3 separate regions of the Mus musculus genome follow, and all the other regions are linked to region 2. Evidence: chromatin contacts called from public HiChIP or PLAC-seq data. All regions are on one chromosome and are shown on one strand. Each heading gives the region's core, a stretch centred on a gene start, on an enhancer-like site or on the middle of the called end of the contact. The rest is flanking DNA. Distances are from core to core; before and after follow the strand shown.

The links. HiChIP or PLAC-seq counts read pairs in DNA pulled down with a chosen protein or histone mark.
Region 1: a contact with region 2 is called in an H3K4me3 HiChIP or PLAC-seq map of forebrain, with 22 times the contacts expected there. The contact joins the enhancer-like site here to the promoter of Nog in region 2. A contact is called at or near these places in 1 of 39 promoter capture datasets (hippocampal neurons), 8 of 484 Hi-C or Micro-C datasets (cerebral cortex, cortical neurons, embryonic stem cells and 3 more), 8 of 115 datasets of contacts at active chromatin or transcription factors (astrocytes, embryonic forebrain, embryonic hindbrain and 5 more) and 1 of 9 other capture datasets (embryonic stem cells).
Region 3: a contact with region 2 is called in an H3K4me3 HiChIP or PLAC-seq map of stem cell-derived neural progenitor cells, with 4 times the contacts expected there. The contact joins the enhancer-like site here to the promoter of Nog in region 2. A contact is called at or near these places in 2 of 39 promoter capture datasets (hippocampal neurons and trophoblast stem cells), 1 of 15 datasets of contacts at CTCF or cohesin (embryonic stem cells) and 5 of 115 datasets of contacts at active chromatin or transcription factors (embryonic basal ganglia, embryonic forebrain, embryonic hindbrain and 2 more).

The regions. Positions count from the first base shown.
Region 1 is chr11:90,168,843-90,171,694 of GRCm38.p6, reverse strand. No RefSeq gene overlaps it. Among named protein-coding and RNA genes, the nearest start is that of Gm11494, 27 kb to the right of the region's middle. Within about 2 kb of position 1,519, at least 39 of the 459 cell types and tissues checked have an H3K27ac peak or open chromatin away from gene starts, as enhancers often do. A contact at or near this core is called in forebrain, hippocampal neurons, nephron progenitors and 1 more, where this site is marked.
Region 2 is chr11:89,301,023-89,304,010 of GRCm38.p6, reverse strand. Nog (noggin) reads left to right here and starts at 1,452. Exons shown (of 1, transcript NM_008711.2): 1 at 1,452-2,988. The coding sequence starts at 1,991. The coding sequence ends at 2,689.
Region 3 is chr11:89,977,206-89,980,270 of GRCm38.p6, reverse strand. No RefSeq gene overlaps it. Among named protein-coding and RNA genes, the nearest start is that of Pctp, 24 kb to the left of the region's middle. Within about 2 kb of position 1,555, at least 77 of the 459 cell types and tissues checked have an H3K27ac peak or open chromatin away from gene starts, as enhancers often do. A contact at or near this core is called in forebrain and stem cell-derived neural progenitor cells, where this site is marked.

The DNA.
Region 1 (2,852 bases), core at 270-2,769, 870 kb before region 2:
AACAGAGATTTAACCAACTCCTTCGATTTGGCAAAAGAAAAAGGCAAGTTAGCCCAAGGTCACGCCATCAGTTGACACCTTGTTGAGTGCATTATCTGTGTTAGTTCACATTATCTTTATGTTACTATAAGGTCTGTTATCATCCACTGTATGAGTGGAAGGGAATGTAGCTGTGGCATGTTGGCAGTTTGTTTGAAGCAACATGATTCATAATTGTTAGGGCTGTGGTTTTGAGGTGGCATGATAGACATCAATATAATAAGGATTATATATGAATAAAGGATTTGGCTAATGAAGAATACTGTGTGACTAGAAGCTTTGGTAGTCATGGGCAAGAATTTAATTGGCAGGATGTATTTTCTTAGGCACACAGCTACATCACAGTTCTTAGCATCCTCTGGAGCTGGGTGTGGCCCAGGATGCAGCCAAAGGATGTGATAGATGATGCCATTTTTGAGTTTATCTGTTCCTCTGACCTAGGATAGGCTCCATAGGAGGCTGGAGCCATTAGGTAGACAAAACATGGAATCCTGGTACCCATATGGAAGAAGAGTATTTTCTTGGTACTGCAATGTAAATGGAAAAAAAAATGATTGAAGGGGTCTGTTTGCTATTGCAATTTCGTTTACTAGGACATTGTACAGCAGTTAAGAGATCTGGAAGTCCGAGCAAGCCCACTCACCTAGTAGGGAAGCAAGTATTTGCTATGCAACATGAGAATCAGCTTCAAATATCTCCCAGCCATCAGTCAGCAGCCTCCATTTTGCATGTTTAGAGGACCGTGACAAGCGTTGGTTCCATCGTGACCCATGGTCTGTGCCACAGATATACTTTCAAGTCAAGTGATACAAACTGGATTAGCACTTCTTACACAAGGACATCAGGGGTCCTTGCTTCTGCCTGAAGTTTACAAATTCCTTCATCTAGGCATCGCAAGCTTTCTAAATGACCCACACCACAACCGATGTTTTATCTTTGAAAACAATGTGGAATTGGTGACTCCACAGAAGTGTGTGGCTAGCTTTTCTGGTGACTCAAACATAAAGTCTTCAAAACATATCTGGAGGATTTATATGATATTAAAATCTTTCAGATGATGAGCACACCCATATCTTTCTATTCAGAAGACAGATGGGAGAAAAATGCAGTTTGGGGCAGTTACTCCAGTGCTCCTGCTTCCCTCCTCCCCTCCCTCCCTCCCTCCCTCCCTCCCTCCCATGCTTTCTTTTCCTTTCTCCCCTGCTCTCTTATTCATGAATCCACTTTATTATCTGCAAATACTAAGGGCTGTATTTTATTATACATTTCTTGGCCTTCTAGCTGCACTATATTAAGCTCTGTGGACTCAGACTTGTGTGTTGTCCTATAAGCCCGTGTCCCTGGGCCCTGACTCTTTCCCTCTTTCTTATCCCAGGTCTTTCTTTTTCTCTTACTATCATTTAACACTTACTAGCTCCACACACACAGCGCTATTCTCCATGCAAACAGCCGCACTGTGCCATACTGGCCAGGAGAGGGCATCAGGAGACCACAAGCCAGGTAAACCTTAGCATTGTGGTCGGATTTTTCCTTCCCTTTGGGAGCAGGAAACCCGACGATAGACAATAACAGGTTCTGGATGGTAATGTATGTTCCTAGTTCCCCGATTCTTTATGCCAGCAATGACGTTTTGGGTAGCAATTGAAACAGTAAGTTGTCTTTTCTTGATATGACCTCCAGCCGATCGCAACCGGGTCCAATCTCCCCGCGCAGCTACTGTACTGGTCTTCCCTAGTGTTAGGCACTTGCTGGAATAAACTGTGCGGGGAATTTCCAAATCCTAAGAAACCGCCACACCACAAGCTCACTTCCGGACTCTTATCATCTGGCCTATCCTGAATACATCTAACCCATTTCAACGCAAGCTAGAAAAAGTATGAAAGCCCTTCAGTAAGATGTCCTCAAAAATCCCTCGCTGTACCCAAAACGCATCTTTCATATTTGTTCTTCAGGAGCTTTGCGGGTTTGAGTGGGCGTCAGGGTGCAACCTCTGCAGCCCGCTGCAGTCCTGCTGGGTACAGGCCAGTTATTTACCGTCTCCAAACAGGCCTTTTACTGTGAGAAAATCGTGAGAAGGAGGAAAAGGGGAAATCATTTGGGCCAATTATCTCTGGCCGCTGTGGAAAATCAGAGACTATAGCGGCCACAGCCAGAAACAATATTTTTCTCCTGGGGCAGATTCTCTGCTAGAGTCAGAGTCATCAACTCCTGCAAACATGGCCCGAGTAACCAAGCACTTTATAGTCAGCCAAGATACGGCAAGCCATAAATTTAGAAGCCCAGGACTGTCCAGGGAAGCAGGGACTTAGGTTTTTTAGTACATCTCACACTAATTGCATAAACAGAGGCTCAAAGGCTCCAGATCAGAAGCCTGTGGAATCTTGTTCTCTAGTCTAGGCCATTTTCTCCCTCATCTCCTACTGCCCACTGAAGGGATCTCTCTAGAGGGCTGCTATCTTTTTAAGATGATGCAAGGATACAACTGTAGATTTTTTTTTTAAGATTTATTTTATTTATATGAGCACATTGTAGCTGTTTTCAGACACACCAGAAGAGGGCATCAGATCTCTTTACAGATGGTTGTGAGCCACCGTGTGGTTGCTGGGAATTGAACTCAGGACCTTTGGAAGAGCAGTTGGTGCTCTTAACCACTAAGCCATCTCTCCAGCCACCCCCCTTCAAAAAAAACCCCAAAACAAACTGTAGATTTTAATCTGGATGTGTGTGTGTGTATGTGTTAGTGTACAAGAGGCAAATATGTTTTTTAGAAAGAAGGCTATGTGTGATCTTCTACCAAGAGAGGGCGCCCTCTG
Region 2 (2,988 bases), core at 203-2,702:
TAATCCAAAAACTAAAGTTTAGAGTGCCACCCAAGCGACTTACCCAAGGTCTACATAGATGTGCCAGAGTGGACAGCATCCAGAACTAGGGTACCTTATTTCTAGTATACATTTCCTTTTCTAGTCACCACTCTCTGCCCACTGAGGCTGTTTGCCCCAGCCAGATGATGCAAACCTGTGTACTTGTGAAATCGAAGTACCTTGGAGGAAAATCTCAGGATCTTTGTTTACACTAAGTCTGGAGATCTATGAGAAAGCATTCAAAAGCATAAAGTGCCTGTCAGTGTGTAAATATGGCACAGATGCGCACACACACACACACACACACACACCAGCCAGAACTAAATGCAGGGATCACAAAGGGCCAGCAGAGGGCGCGCCGCCCCCAGGGAGGTGAGAGCTAGTTGTACCAAGCAGCGAAGATTAGGAGAGCCACAGGCTAGGAGGATGTACCTCTATCTCCCCGCCACTCACCCGGTAGGACTAGGCGAAGGAGGAGGGTGAGAAGACCCCCGACTCCCCGCTTCGTGGATCTGAGGGGCAGAGAAGGGGTGCTACCTAGAAATTACATCACGCTGCGCAACGCTGCGGCTCTTGGTGTGTGTGTGTGTGTGTGTGTGTGTGTGTGTGTGTGTGTGTGTGTGTGTGTGTGTGTGTGTTGGGGGGAGGGGACTTACCCCAAGCCCGAGAGAGAGAGAGAGAGAGAGAGAGAGAGAGAGAGAGAGAGAGAGAGAGAGAGAGAGAGAGAGAGTGTAAAAAAGACACGCACCCGGGAAAATGCTCCATGCACATGGAGAAATTTCTTGCTAGGAACTGCACTGGAAACCGGGCCCCCGGCATCTCCCTGCTGCTCCCCTCCCGGTACAAATCACTCAGCTAGTGAGAGTCCCCCAGCCCCACCTCGACAACCCCACACCCCTCAACTCCAGCCCTGCACCCTCCAGCCTGGCTCCAGCGCCGCCACGAGCTTTCCCCGGGACTGGCCCTGGCGGGGCGCCTAGAGCCCCATTGCATTGCTCCAGGAGAAAGGAGGGGGGCGGTGCATTTTGTAGGAGGAGGAGAACCGGGGCGGGGGTTGGGGGGGGGAGAGAAAATTGCGCGGAGACCTGCCAAGCGCCACCGCCGCCGCCGCCACCGCCGCTGCCGCGCCGCCGCCGCCTGTGAGCTCCGGCGGGCAGCCTGACTGTCGGCTTCCCGGGGCATCTGGGTCCGGCGGGGCACAGTCCTGGGCGCTGCCGGAGCCGCCGCCGCCGCCGCCGCCGCGGCGACCAGTGCAGTCGCTTTCCCCCCGAGCCCGTGCGTCTCCGGCTCCTCGCGGGTGGAGGAGTTGGGGGTGGGGTTGTTGTTTGGGGGGAAGAAGGGGGAGGGGGCAACGCGGAGAGAGAGTCAGTGGTTTCCATGGTGATGGAGCTGAAAGTGCAGGAAATTTAAAGGCTTGGACCCTGCGAGACAGACAAACCGGTGCCAACGTGCGCGGACGCCGCCGCCGCCACCGCCGCCACCGCCGCTGGAGTCCGCCGGGCAGAGCCGGCTGCGCTGCCCGGAGCAGGCAGAGAGAAGTGGCCCAGGACCCGCTCTACCGGAGGCTCCGCACAGAGAAACAAGACGCCGAGCGACCGGAGGAGGAGGAGGGAAAAGGCTCGTCCACGCGCCCTGCGCCGCCGGCAGCCCGGGAGAACAGCGAGGAGCCGGCGCCCCCAGCGCCCCACGGTCGCGCTGGAGTAATCTCGGATGCCCGACCGCGGCCGCCTTCCCAAGTAGAGCGGCGGGGGGGAATTGCGACCAACTCGTGCGCGTCTTCTGCGCCGCGGCGGGAGCCGGCGCTGCGCGAACGGCTCTCCTCGCGGCTCATGCTGCCTGCCCTGCGCCTGCTCAGCCTCGGGTGAGCCACCTCCGGAGGGACCGGGGAGCACGGCAGCGCCGCGGACTCGGCGTGCTCTCCTCCGGGGACGCGGGACGAAGAGGCAGCCCCGGGGCGCGCGCGGGAGGCATGGAGCGCTGCCCCAGCCTGGGGGTCACCCTCTACGCCCTGGTGGTGGTCCTGGGGCTGCGGGCAGCACCAGCCGGCGGCCAGCACTATCTACACATCCGCCCAGCACCCAGCGACAACCTGCCCCTGGTGGACCTCATCGAACATCCAGACCCTATCTTTGACCCTAAGGAGAAGGATCTGAACGAGACGCTGCTGCGCTCGCTGCTCGGGGGCCACTACGACCCGGGCTTTATGGCTACTTCGCCCCCTGAGGACCGACCCGGAGGGGGCGGGGGACCGGCTGGAGGTGCCGAGGACCTGGCGGAGCTGGACCAGCTGCTGCGGCAGCGGCCGTCGGGGGCCATGCCGAGCGAGATCAAAGGGCTGGAGTTCTCCGAGGGCTTGGCCCAAGGCAAGAAACAGCGCCTGAGCAAGAAGCTGAGGAGGAAGTTACAGATGTGGCTGTGGTCACAGACCTTCTGCCCGGTGCTGTACGCGTGGAATGACCTAGGCAGCCGCTTTTGGCCACGCTACGTGAAGGTGGGCAGCTGCTTCAGCAAGCGCTCCTGCTCTGTGCCCGAGGGCATGGTGTGTAAGCCATCCAAGTCTGTGCACCTCACGGTGCTGCGGTGGCGCTGTCAGCGGCGCGGGGGTCAGCGCTGCGGCTGGATTCCCATCCAGTACCCCATCATTTCCGAGTGTAAGTGTTCCTGCTAGAACTCGGGGGGGCCCCCTGCCCGCGCCCAGACACTTGATGGATCCCCACCAACGCCCCCCCTACCCCCACCACCTCCAACCAGTTTCACCACCCTCTAGCGAGGGTTTTCAATGAACTTTTTTTCTTCTTGGCTACAGAGACCTGGCTTTCTGGTTCCTGTAATGCACTGTTTAACTGTGTAGGAATGTATATGTGTGTGTATATACGGTCCCAGTTTTAATTTACTTATTAAAAGGTCAGTATTATACGTCAAAAGTTACCCGGCTTCTACTGTATTTTAAAAAGGCAAGCAAAAGGA
Region 3 (3,065 bases), core at 306-2,805, 680 kb before region 2:
TAGGACACACCAATAAAAACCAACTAAGATGGGGAAGAGGTTTATTTTAGCTTGCCGTTTCTGAGGGGGCATAGACCATCATGGCGAGGAAGGCATGGCAGTCAACAACTGGAGTGCTCACATTTCCTCTGCACATAGGAAGGGGAGGGAATGGGGAAGGCAGCCTAGAAGGCATCAAAGCCCATCTTGAGTAAAATACTTTCTCCAGCAAGACTCCACCCCCTAAAGGATTCCCAGCCTTCCCAAGCAACTCCACCAACTGGGAACTAAATGTTCAAATACAGGGACATCCCTATGGGGGGGGGGTGTGTGTCTCACATCTTTGTATGAATACATGCATTCTATATATTTATTCTGGTGCACGTGACTGGTCCTCACTTCTTAATGTGAGCGACATTTCTTAACATACAGCGACAGAGCATGGTCAGGTTTCCTGTCCTCCCTGATAGGCGAGGTAACATTCATTGAAGGTGGAATGGCTTCTTCGAATAGGATGTTCATCGTCTACAGAGACACAGAACATGTGCACAATGATGGGAAGGCATGGGTTCACCCAGCCATGAAGAGAAAGTGAAATACAAGCTTGTCACACATGGCTGATTATCCCATAGGATTCCAAAGGAATGAGTCTTAACAGAAGACAGTGAAGGTGTGGACAGGGGACCAAGTGATGGCCCATGTCAAGAATGCAATTTGTGCCTCAGGGTCCTTGATGGTAAGACCTCATTTGTTCCCCCTCTTCTCCATAGCCGAAAAATGTTGAGTCCAAGATGAAAGCAGAAGACAGATTACAGCAAAGCATCCCTGTGATCCCCGCTTCTCCTCCGTTCACTTTGAATCCAAATTGTTAGGGTTCAAAGCCCGGTGCCAGCAGGTCAGGCATGATTTTCAGGATCTTTAAACTTTCAGTCTGAGTCATTTAATGCTTCAAGGCTTTTTTTCTCCCCCTCCCCTCGACAGTATTTGCCTTTTCATTCTGATTCAACACCTTTAGAAGATACACACCAGCAAGAATGGCTTTACTGATTGACCCGGGAGAGGAGAGGGATGGTAGGCAAACAGGGATGAAAGAGAAAGCCCTGTCACTCGCAGCCCAGTGAAGTGAATGTGAAGAGAAGTTGTGTTCCCCCTAGGCTGGAGCCAGGAGAAGGTGAAGACAGAATGCCACATCCATCTTCTCTTATCTGCTGTACTCAGCTCCTCTTGATTAGCTCATAAGCTGAGAAACGGTTGCTGGAAACCGAGCAGTATGAAATGGTACTTAGAGAGCTCCTAGCAAGCCACACAGTGACTTTTGTGTTATGTCAAGCAGCTTCTAGAGCCTGGGACCTGTGTTTAAGTGGTCATGGATTCTGCTTCCCGATGAATGTGCCGTTTCATTTTCCAAGGGAGACTGAATAACATTCTTCATTAGGAGTCTATATTTCAGGCCTGGTATTGAATAATTACAGGGCCGCTGAAAGCTTCCAAGAAGAGTTTACCCTCCACTACACAGCTTGGCTGGCGCTCCCATTTCAGCTACTTTAAGCTCTTGTAAACAGCGTTCATTTTCCATTACAAGTTAGGAAATGTGACTGTGTGCAACAGTGCTGGGTCCCTGGAGAGCGTCTGCTCAGGAGGCCCGTTTCCTCGCATCTCATTTGCCTTTGTGACTCTTGATGGTGAGGTTGAATAATCTCTGAAGCTCCCGTCTTCCCATCCCATTCTGTTCCACTAACTTATAAAGCAGTGACCTGCCTGAGGACTGCTGGATCAAGCAGATGTTTCCTGAGCAAAGACAGTATGCATTTCCCCTCGTACATCATCTTGGGTGGGGGTGGGGGGTGGAGGCTGGCACTGCTTTCTCGGCTCTGACGTCATTGGGCGAGGTGGCCTGGGGGAGAATTTCAAAGCAGAGCAGCTTGGCCAGGGAATAGTTCAGCTGGCAGCTGAATTCAGGGATTAACTGACCCAGATAACAGGGAGAAGAAATCAACAACTTATTGTGTTCCTTCTCCCCCACGGAAGTCAACAAGCCCCCCCCCCCACAACTTCCCAAAAGCACACAGTCTCTGGGAGACCTCCACTGTCCCTTCCCCACTGCACTGTGCACAGCCAGAATCGTATCAACCATTTGGCTGCCTGTCCTTACACCTTGATTTCCCTGACCTTTGTTTGAGGTTGAAGTGGGACTCAACCAACTACAGTGAGTAGTGGTGACAAGAGTAAGTAGATCTGGGGCTGTAGCTACATAGGCAGGCAGAGCGCTTGCGGAATGTATAAGAAGTCCTGAGCTTGAGCCCCAGAAGCACATACATTTAGCATTGGTGGCGCATGGCTGCAATCCCAGCCCTCAGGAAGCTGAGACAAGAGGATCAGAAGATCAAGAGGTCACATGAGGCCCTGTCTCGAAAACAAAAGCCAAACAAAAGATTAGCTAATTCTCCTTTCCCTAAACAGCATACAGGCACCCACTTCCAACTTCTCCGAGAAATGAGTGACTTGGCATCATCTTCTTACAGATCATTGGCTTAAGGATTTTAAAATTCTGTTCTCTCTCTCTCTCTCTCTCTCTCTCTCTCTGTGTGTGTGTGTGTGTGTGTGTGTGTGTGTGTGTGTTTGTGGAGAGGTGCTGTGAAGGACAATTGACATTGATTTTCCGAGTTTCCTCATAGAATGCTATTAAGATAAAAAAACAAGCAGACATAGAGCAGTAGCCACCTCCATAACTTCATAAAGGAAATAGTTATGGAGCTAGAGATACAATGATTAAAAGGATTTGCTGCTCTTGTAGTGGATATGAGTTCAGTTCTGAGCACCCACATTGGATGGCTCACAACTACCTGTAACTCCATCGCCAGGATACCCAACATCCTCTTTTGGCCTCTGCAAATACCTGTACACACAGACTGACTCTCTCTCTCTCTTTCTCTCTCTCTCTCTCTCTCTCTCTCTCTCTCTCTCTCTCTCTCACACACACACACACACACACACACACACACACACACACACAGAGACACTCACTCACACATAGATGCACACACGTACACATTCACACATACATACACTCACACACATACACACAT